2 separate regions of the Rattus norvegicus genome follow, and region 1 is linked to region 2. Evidence: chromatin contacts called from public Hi-C data. All regions are on one chromosome and are shown on one strand. The core of a region is the stretch at or near the end of the contact, and the rest is flanking DNA. Distances in the headings are between cores, read along the strand shown. Region 1 overlaps Col18a1 (collagen type XVIII alpha 1 chain). Region 2 has its middle 5.6 kb from the start of Pofut2.

Region 1 (4,626 bases), core at 665-3,164, 180 kb after region 2:
TACGTACTTCACCCAGGGTCGGGCACACGGTCCACTGGGGATTGGGAGGGCCTGAAGAGACCAGAAAGCATGCCCTGTAGGCCATAGGTGAGGGTAGGTCAGGCATATCAGAGGCAGCCAGGCCTAAGAGGAGGATGAATGAGACCCCCTATGCGGTTCTGGTTCTGGTTCCTCCAGTCTACTTCTGTCTCTGTAACTTAACATGCCTGATTCAGAGCAAACTACCCACGTTAAGTCCTTGTCGTAGGGCACACCCACAGAGCCCTGCACTAATTAAGGGAAAATAAGTTTCCTCCCTTCCCTCTTCCCTGTTACCATCCTCCCTTTACCCCATCTTCCTCACCTCTCAAGGGGAGAGTTGTCTTACCCTCCAGGGCTTGAGCCAGTAGCCCATAGAAACCTAGGTGATGGCCGTACCCATCCATGGTTGCTGTGGCCCCCTCTCTAGGAGTCTCTGCTCCTGCGGGCTGCAGGGCTGACTCTGTATCTTTTATTTGTGTGCTTCAGGGAGAAGTTGGAGCAGACGGAGTCCAGGGCATCCCTGGTCTCCCAGGAAGAGAGGGTGTAGCTGGGCCCCCGGTAAGTGAGGGGGCAGAAAAGAAGCCCTTGGGAAGGGAACTGGGGTATCCTGGACATCTGTGTCCCCAACCTGCTACACTGTGCCTTGTGGAGCCCAGTGCAAGCCTAGTTGGGGATTTGGGGGTCCCCCTCTCTCTAGTCTCCAAGGCTCGAGGAAACGTAGAGTCCTTGTCTGCATTGCAAGCCAGGCTCAGGTAGGCTGGTCCCTGAAGGGACTCTGCCTCTGTCTACAAGGACTCATTTCCTGTCTCTGCAGGGACCCAAAGGAGAGAAAGGGACCCAGGGAGAAAAGGTAAGTGTCTCTGTAGCCGGAGTTACAGAGGGGACAAAGAGTTGAGCTGCCCAGGCCTGGGGGTGGGGAGTCCCATTAAGCCCCTGCCTCAGGCCCAAACCACCTGGCTGCCCTCGTGATATCAGAGAGTTGAGCAGAGAGAGACCCTTGTGTTAGCAGGGATGGCCTCAGCTACTCTCTACAAACCTAGTACCTGGACCGTGGGTTGGCTCTTGGGATCTGGCCAGACACTGGAATGTTCACCTCTCTACCGTTCTCTTTGTTCTCTTCCAGGGAAACCCAGGAAAAGATGGAGTAGGTCGGCCAGGCCTCCCTGGCCCTCCAGGCCCCCCAGGGCCTGTGATCTATGTGTCAAATGAGGATGTAAGTACCCTGGAGTGCTGTGGGGTTCATTCCTCGGTCTAGGTACTGCCTTAAGATGGTCTAACTGCCTCATCAGAAGGACACGAGAGGGGCCCTGGCTTCTCAGGAAAAGGCTGTCTTGTGTTGGCTACAAGTTCTCTCCTTGCCAAAGCTTCTAGGCCTTCTAGACTGTAGAAGCTACCGTTGCCCTGTTGGGCTCGCCGAAGCAACATATCCAAAGGGTCCAGGCCCAGAGTAAACGGGTCCCTCACAGCCCCACCACAGAACCCAGGAGCTGAGCTGCTGCCCAAGCTCACGCCTCTGCAGCGAGAAGCCTGAGTCACTGAGAGGGAGATTCGGGGCCCCGAGGAGCTGAGCATGCCAGGGAGAGGCTTCCCCCGGACAGAGCCAGAGCATGGTTGGGCCACTAACTAGGCCCAAATCCAGCTGTAGTTGTCATTTGTGATCCCGGCTGGTTACTTCACTTTCTGGAGTCTGTTCCCTCAGTTCTGAGATGGGCATGATATGGTCCTGGGAGGAAGGATGTGAGTTGGTCACAAGAGAGCCTAGCCCGGGCCTCATGCTTCCAAGAGTGGGCCAGACACCACAGTGCAGGGTCAAGGTCAAGGGCTCTGGGACCAGGGTAGATCAAAAGCCGGAGCTGGCCTTTATTCAGGGGACATTGGCTTGACAGCAAGGCATAGGAGAAGCCCTCCAGTAGGTGGAGCTGTCTCCACAGGACGGTCACATGCAGCAGGATCTGTATGTAACAGGATTGGAGAGCCACCCCAAGCTGGAAAGGGGGACCCCCCCACGAAATGGGTCAGCTGTCAGCTGGCCGCCTACAGAGAGTCCAGGCACACCGCTAAAAATACAGTTTTCTTCTAAGTTCCACTTCGGGCTAGCTTTGCTGAGCTTGTGGCTAATGTGATAGCAGGTGACTTTCAACTCAAAGGTGGCTTTCTTTTCTTCCCCTCGAATTTGTATTTCCTGGTGGCGTGGGGACAGAGAGCTGTAGTAAGCACGCCGGGACCTGAGGTAAGCGCCATCTTGCTTCTAAGAAAGTTCAGAGAGGGTCCGGGGCGGCTGGGTTAGAACACCAGTGAGAGCAGGGTGTCCCCACAACTCATGGTGCCCCCTTCTCTTCACAGGGCAAGCCAGGGTACGCAGGCTTTCCTGTAAGTAGCTTTGCTTCCAAGGCACATGCTTGTCTAGCAATACCCTGACACTGGGGGTGGGCGTGGGCTATGCTCCTGGTAAGCACAGGACAGCAGTGTAAGCTTGGGTGGGGACAGTCACTGTCCTTGAGGTCATGATGCTCTCAGGAAGAAAATGGGGTCTGGACGGTGTAGCATAGTGTCCCTTGCCACGTGCAATTGTTCACCACTCTGAAGGGCTGGCCCGTGAGCAAACATGGGACAGGGGCTATGGGAGTTATGGGGACTGAGGAACAGTGGGTCATGGATCCTCATTCTGATCTGATCGTCACTACAGGGACCTGCTGGACCGAAGGGTGACCTGGGTTCCAAAGGCGAGCAGGGTCTTCCAGGGCCCAAGGTAAAGGACTGGGGTGCCTTGTGCTCCTTTCTCAGGAACCAGGTGTAGCCTTATTGCTGCCCCTGCTACAGGCAAGATAATTCTATCTTATCTATCTAGACGATGGCTCTTGGGGCAGGCTGGGCCCTGAGAATCCTGGAATATGCCATCTCTGTTACTCTGTCTCAGAGGGCTCTGGTCATAAACTCTCCCATAGAGGCCAAGACCCCCCCTCCCTTTGCTGCTTCTGGTTTGTGGGTATCTGAAAGCCAATGGGTGAGCCCTGACCTGTCTTTTCCTGTCTTGCTTTTCCAGGGTGAGAAGGGAGAACCAGGCAGTATCTTTAGCCCTGATGGCACAGCCCTGGGCCAGGCCCAGAAGGGAGCCAAGGTGAGGTTGGGGTTCCCTAATACTGTGAAGACAGCGTGTGTGTGTGTGTGTGTGTGTGTGTGTGTGTGTGTGTGTGTGTGTGTGTGTGTGTGTTGGGGAGGTGTTCCAATAGAGAAGCAAGATCATGACACCCTCTGACCTTTGCCCCTGGCAACCATTTTGGGTATGTTCTCATGGCTCCCATACCTGCCAATGACTTACATTATACTTCGGTCCTGTAGGCCAAAGTCACCTATAGGAGGCTAGTGATACTGACCACTGCCAGGCCTTCTTTCTATGAGAGATGAAAGGGACCAAGACCTTGGGGGGCCGTGTTCATTTACCCTGTGTAACAGGTATCTAGACCTCCCCCTTCCTATGGACCTGCGCCTGCAGGAACTGAGCACAGAACTGCTTGGCTGGCTAGGACTTGTTCTGTGTTTTAGGTTCCCACCCCTGCGGCCCTTCCAAGGAGGCACTGGGGGAGGGGCCTTGGCAAGCCACAGTGCCTCTGAGGAATAATTTCTCACTGGCCTACAGTGTTGTTAGAAGGTGACCTTAACTAGATACTAGATTCCCCAGGCCCAGAGAACCCTCTGCTCCCAGAGGCGCTATAGAATTCGGCCCTTAGCTATGGGCTTTGTAAGTTGAACCCATCCTCGGGGACTCAGGGAACACCCATCTGTGCCTTAAGTTGGACCTCGTTCCTGGTAGGTTGATGTCTTTATGCAGGTGAGGGCTGGTACAGGGTGGGTCAAAGGCCCACGATTGGACAGTAAAAAGTAAGGCGGGGGGGGGGGGTTGGGGATTTGGCTCAGTGGTAGAGCGCTTGCCTAGCAAGTGCAAGGCCCTGGGTTCGGTCCCCAGCTCCAAAAAAAAAAAAGTAAGGCCGGGAACAAAATTTTTGTAAGGCGGGGGAGAAGGGACAAAAAGAAGAACCAAGATGGAGGAGATGGAGGCAGAAAAGGACGACCCAGATCTATGTGGCCTTAAGTAGCCATAGTTAGTTATGGGATATTTCTTTTTCTTTTCTTTTTTTCTTTTTTTTTTTTTTTCCTTTTTTTTCCCCGAGCTGGGGACCGAACCCAGGGCCTTGCGCTTGCTAGGCAAGCGCTCTACCACTGAGCTAAATCCCCAACCCCAGGGATATTTCTTAAGGGATGGATTTCTAGAGGTCAACTTATCAATTGGTTGCGAGTTTATTGTGTGGAAGTATTGCGGATTGAGAATTTAACATATAAATCTGATTGCTAAATTATAGCTTGTTGAGTTGGCTTTAATGGCTTGCTGGGAGTTCATACCGTAACTATTAGGGGGCGGGTGTTGGGAATGTAAACAGAGCAGTGGCAGGGAGTGGTGGGAGGTTAGCCACTGCTGGGACCAGGGGGTGGATGCTGGGAGTGTGGGCAGAGTCCATGGCAGAGAGCCGAGATAGGCCAGCCAGCCGCTGCCGGACCTCTAGAGTCCTGATTTTACCAGGTTGCTGGGAACAGAGAGTCCCTGGCTTG
Region 2 (4,534 bases), core at 1,813-4,312:
CCTCACCACTGACAGCCCACTCCAAAGCCCTGTGATTCTGGGGCAGATGGTCTGGCCCTGCCTTGCCCATTCAGGGCCTCTATGTTCCTGTCCGTTTCTTCCCAGAGCAGAGGAGGCATGTAGAGGCCCCATGTTCGTGTGGGTCTCCATTTCCTCTCTTTATGATCCCTGGCCTCCTCTGCCCTAGGACTTGTTTATTGAGTGCCCTGGAGTACGCCGTGAGAAATTTTGAGTTTTTATTGAGACAAAAAGCCCACGTGTTGTGCGGGAAACTGAAGTCCCCTTTTGAGTTCTTAGTCTTGCTAATACAAGTTTTAAAATGGAGGGGGAAGAAGCTTGAGATGGATTTTATTGGGGTTTGAGAAAAATAACAGGGCAGGTAAGCTTAATTCTTGGCAGGTTCCCAGAGGAGGGAGATGGAGAAGAGAGAGGGAGGGCCGTGCCTTCAGCACTGGAGGTTTGGCAAGCGGTTACATGCTGCAAAAGAGGGTCTGGGCTTCAAAGAGAGTAAGAAAGTCCCGGGTGTTAGGGAAAGCATGCGTAAGCATTCGACTGGCGTTTGGAAAAGAGATGGGGAAAAGAAAAGATTTGCTTAGTCCCCAGTCATGAATCTGAGTTCAGAGGTCAGACCCCATTTCAGACACTTGTGTCCCAGAGCAAAGAATTGCAATGGGGACACACGGTTAGAAACAGAAATACAAAGACTGACTAAGAGAGGGAGGTGCTGGAGAGATGGCTCAGCGGTTAGAGCACTGGCTGCTCTTCCAGAGGTCCTGAGTTCAATTCCCAGCAACCACATGATGGCTCACAACCGTCTGTAATGAATCTGATGCCCTCTTCTGGTGTGACTGAAGACAGCAACAATGTATTCATAGACAGAAAATAAATAATTCTTTAAAAAAAAAATCAAAGAAAGGAAAAAGTAATCCTGACACAGGAAGCGGGCAGAGAGCTGAGGAAGGACCTAAGAAAAGCCCTGGGCCATAAACTCTGTGATCTCTTTTTTTTTTTTTCCCGGAGCTGGGGACCGAACCCAGGGCCTTGCGCTTGCTAGGCAAGCACTCTACCACTGAGCTAAATCCCCAACCCCAACTCTGTGATCTCTAATAGAGCATTTTTTTGTTTGGTGATTGATGGGGGAGGGCCCTGTCCATGGTGGGTGGCGCCATCCCTGGGCTGGAGGTCCTGGGTTCTATAAGAAAGCAGGCTGAGCAAGCCAGGGGGAGCAAGGACAACCCACTAAACAGCACTCCGCCGGTCTCAGCGCCTGCCTCCAGGTTCCTGCCCTACTTGAGTTCCTGTTCCCGCGGCTTCCTTCAATGATGAACAGTGATGGGAAGAGTAAGCCAGCAAACGCTTTCCTCTCCAAATTGCTTTTGTTCACAGCGTCCCATCACAGCAACAGTAACCAGAAGACAAGGCCCAGGACTCTTTGTAGGCGCTTTACAAAGTGTCTGTCAATCTGTCCGTTCCCTTCTGTCTGTCTGTCTTCCTCACACAGGCTCAGTGCCCATCCCTGGTGCTGCCTAAGACAGGGTGTGGTGGAGCGCACTTGTAACCCTAACGCATTGGGAGACTGAAGCAGGAGAATCAGAAGTTTAAGGTCACCCTTGGTTGTAGAATGAGTTACAGGCCACGACTTGGGATGCATGAGACCCTGTCACAAACAAAACCCACCGAACCACAAAAACCAGAAAAGCCCCAGCAAGGAACAGCCGGAAGCAGCCCCCTCCTCTCCCTGTCTACAGTGAAGGTGACTTCGGTTGTCCGGGGAGCAGGGAGCTCACTGGAATACAGCTGTACCTTACCTCAGCAATGCAGCCACAAGAGGGCGGGCGAGCCTTTCTCTGGAAGCTCTTCTGCTGGAGCTGGGAAGGTTAGCAGGCCCAAAAGGAAGAGTGGGTGGTCAGACCAGGGCTGAGACCAGAAATAGACAAAAGGGTACAGACCACTGGGTCTTGTTCCTAGAGAACTCCAAGATCAGGCCTTGGTCCTCCATGCAGTTGGCGCCTGACTGCTGAGGCTTCCCACAAAGACAGGGCTAAGGGCCTCACCAGAGGAAAGAAGAAGCCTGATTTGATCTCAGTCTTGGCAGGTATATCTTGTTCACAGGGCTGCACTTAGAAATGTCCAAAGTTTTACACACACACACACACACACACACACACACACACACACACACACACACAAACACACACACATACACACACACAGAGACAGAGACAGACAGAGATAGACAGATACACACACACATACACACAGACAGACACACAAGGAGACAGACACACTGAGACAGACAGATACACACACAGAGAGACAGAGACACACACAGAAAGAGACAGACAGAGATAGACACACACAGAGACAGACAGAGATAGTCACACACAGACAGAGATAGACACACACAGAAAGAGACAGATAGACAAACAGCAGACACACACATACTAGCACTCAAGGCTTTTTCTGTCATCAGGTATCAGAAGTGTCAGCACAAGTACTCCATTCCCAGAGAGAACAGTGTCCTGAGGCCGGGGCATAGGTCCCTGGCCCAAACAGCAACGAGGTTCTCCTTTGAAACAGGCAGACCCCCTTGGAAGCTGGGGCTCCGTAATATAGGGATGGGGGTGGGAATGTGGGACTCTTCAGTCAGGGAACAAGTAGGGAGGGGCCCAGAAAGGATCTGGCTCCCTGCCATGCTTGGGGACAGCTATGCTGTCATGTTACAATGTGGAAGCCACATGCATAGGCACCCAGCGGGGCCAATAGAAAGGGTTGAGAGGTATACATTAGGGGCAAACTGGTAGCCACCACGGGCCGACCATAGGAAGGTAAGGGCTGAGGATGGGAAAGTATCGTAGGAACTTCATTGGAGACCACACCACAGTTATGAAGTAGGTCAAGGGTTGAACCGCTGCCCGTAGAGGCAAGGAAGCTTCCCCAGCCACCAAAGGGAGCAGATGGTGGGAGCAGTAGGCTGGCGGCAGACCGAGAGTCCAGACACTGGGAACTGGTGTCTTGGGGCACAGACGTGCATGTCCCAAATAGGGCCTTTCTGTTTACCCAGTCAGTTACCAGGATTCACGTGCTGAAGTTTGGGGCTTTCTTGTGGAATTCCAACCTCTCGCTCATCATAATCCCATGGTCATAAAATCCTGGCTTTGTCTCTGGAAATGTGCTGGGAGGTAAATGCTTGGTGAGTCACCAGCCGGGCAGGGAGTTCCGGTTTTTGTATCTATGGCTAAAGGCCATATTCAAAAGGGTTTCTCAAAGGAGCTTGAGACTATCTGCAAAGGGAGCCCTCAGAGATGGCACAGCTTGAGGAGTGCCCGTGGAACTAAGCCATCAAATGCCTGAGATGTGACCAGGCATGGGGTTCACTTAGAAGTGGGGGTCCGGGGGCTTGCCAAGGTGCAGCATGGAATGCAGATTTGTGCTTCGGGGTAGACCCTGAAGGGTTGGACTAATGTTAACAGTTAAGCCCGTGGATCTAGGGGTTCCCCTGCACTTGGGGTTACCTCTTATCCTAGGGGTCTTCTCCCCAGCTAGAGCAAGACACGGGACAGCATTCCCCACAGAGGAAATCTAGCCTTCCTGTGGGTACTCTCCAGGAGCTGATATGTGGAACCCATTTTCCTGAGGAAGATTGGAGTTGCTCGGGGCTGTGAGAATCCACTCCACAGGCCTATCTGGGACCCAAACATTGGCAAATGTCACAAAGTGCGTAATGTGCCTTATTTAAACAAGCTGCTTGCTGTGTTTGCAGGACTGGGCTCAAGGACAGTCTTCTTCCCCTTGATGGCAATGTAGGGAGATGCAGGCAGGGTGGGTGGACGCCAGGCTTCCTAGGAATGAGGCATTCATGGAGCTTTTCTGATTCATGAGAAACCTCTGGTTTTATTACAGGGTCACAGTTGCACGCAACCTGGGGGCTCCATAGCTGAAGGCTGCAGGTTCTGCAAAGACAACAAAGCTTTAAGCAGCATTGCTGAGTTCTCTCTCTCTCTCTCTCTCTCTCTCTCTCTCTCTCTCTCTCTCTCTGAAAGATCCAGGAACAGGGGAGGGGACAGACTTTACAAGAAGCCTGAAACCCCCTATCTGGGACCCAAAAACATTGACAAACAGGGAAACACAGAGTTCCGGAGCCAACGCTCAAACCTACACAGACTGTAGCCAACTCAGAATGCAGGCCTGGCTGGGGACCCGGAAGGGCTGGGCTCTGCATCTGTCCGGCTTGGGTCTCAGAGCCATCTAAGTGACAACTTCCCAGTTTCATAGAGCTGAACATGAAACAGACCGTGGTCTGTGGTCTGTGGTCTCTGGGCAGATGCTGTGGAGCCCTCTGTAGGAGCCACAGGACTGACACAAGTGTTGGCAGTGGCTGGGTGAGGTTCCGAAGGCACCAGTCACCGAGGTGAGCTGTCCACCTGGTTTTGAGCTTGTCTGTAGTCCGGAACCCAGCAGGGGTTGGCTCAGACGCCACTCTTGCTCCACATGATCCAACTTAATGTCGTCTGCTGATGCTGGACCAGTGCAC

The links. Hi-C and Micro-C count contacts between places; a contact is called where the count stands out from the background.
Region 1: a Hi-C map of the A7r5 cell line shows a contact between it and region 2, with 6 times the contacts expected there. The contact joins two enhancer-like sites. A contact is called at or near these places in 7 of 12 Hi-C or Micro-C datasets (the A7r5 cell line, the Rat2 cell line, Schwann cells and 4 more).

What each region holds. Positions count from the first base shown.
Region 1 is chr20:11,563,322-11,567,947 of GRCr8, forward strand. It overlaps Col18a1 (collagen type XVIII alpha 1 chain), which reads left to right. Exons shown (of 41, transcript NM_053489.2): 19 at 508-579; 20 at 836-871; 21 at 1,145-1,234; 22 at 2,222-2,251; 23 at 2,365-2,391; 24 at 2,708-2,770; 25 at 3,065-3,139. Among named protein-coding and RNA genes, the nearest start is that of Slc19a1, 35 kb to the right of the region's middle. Within about 2 kb of position 1,915, at least 6 of the 93 cell types and tissues checked have an H3K27ac peak or open chromatin away from gene starts, as enhancers often do. A contact at or near this core is called in the A7r5 cell line, where this site is marked.
Region 2 is chr20:11,380,734-11,385,267 of GRCr8, forward strand. No RefSeq gene overlaps it. Among named protein-coding and RNA genes, the nearest start is that of Pofut2, 5.6 kb to the left of the region's middle. Within about 2 kb of position 3,063, at least 17 of the 93 cell types and tissues checked have an H3K27ac peak or open chromatin away from gene starts, as enhancers often do. A contact at or near this core is called in the A7r5 cell line, where this site is marked.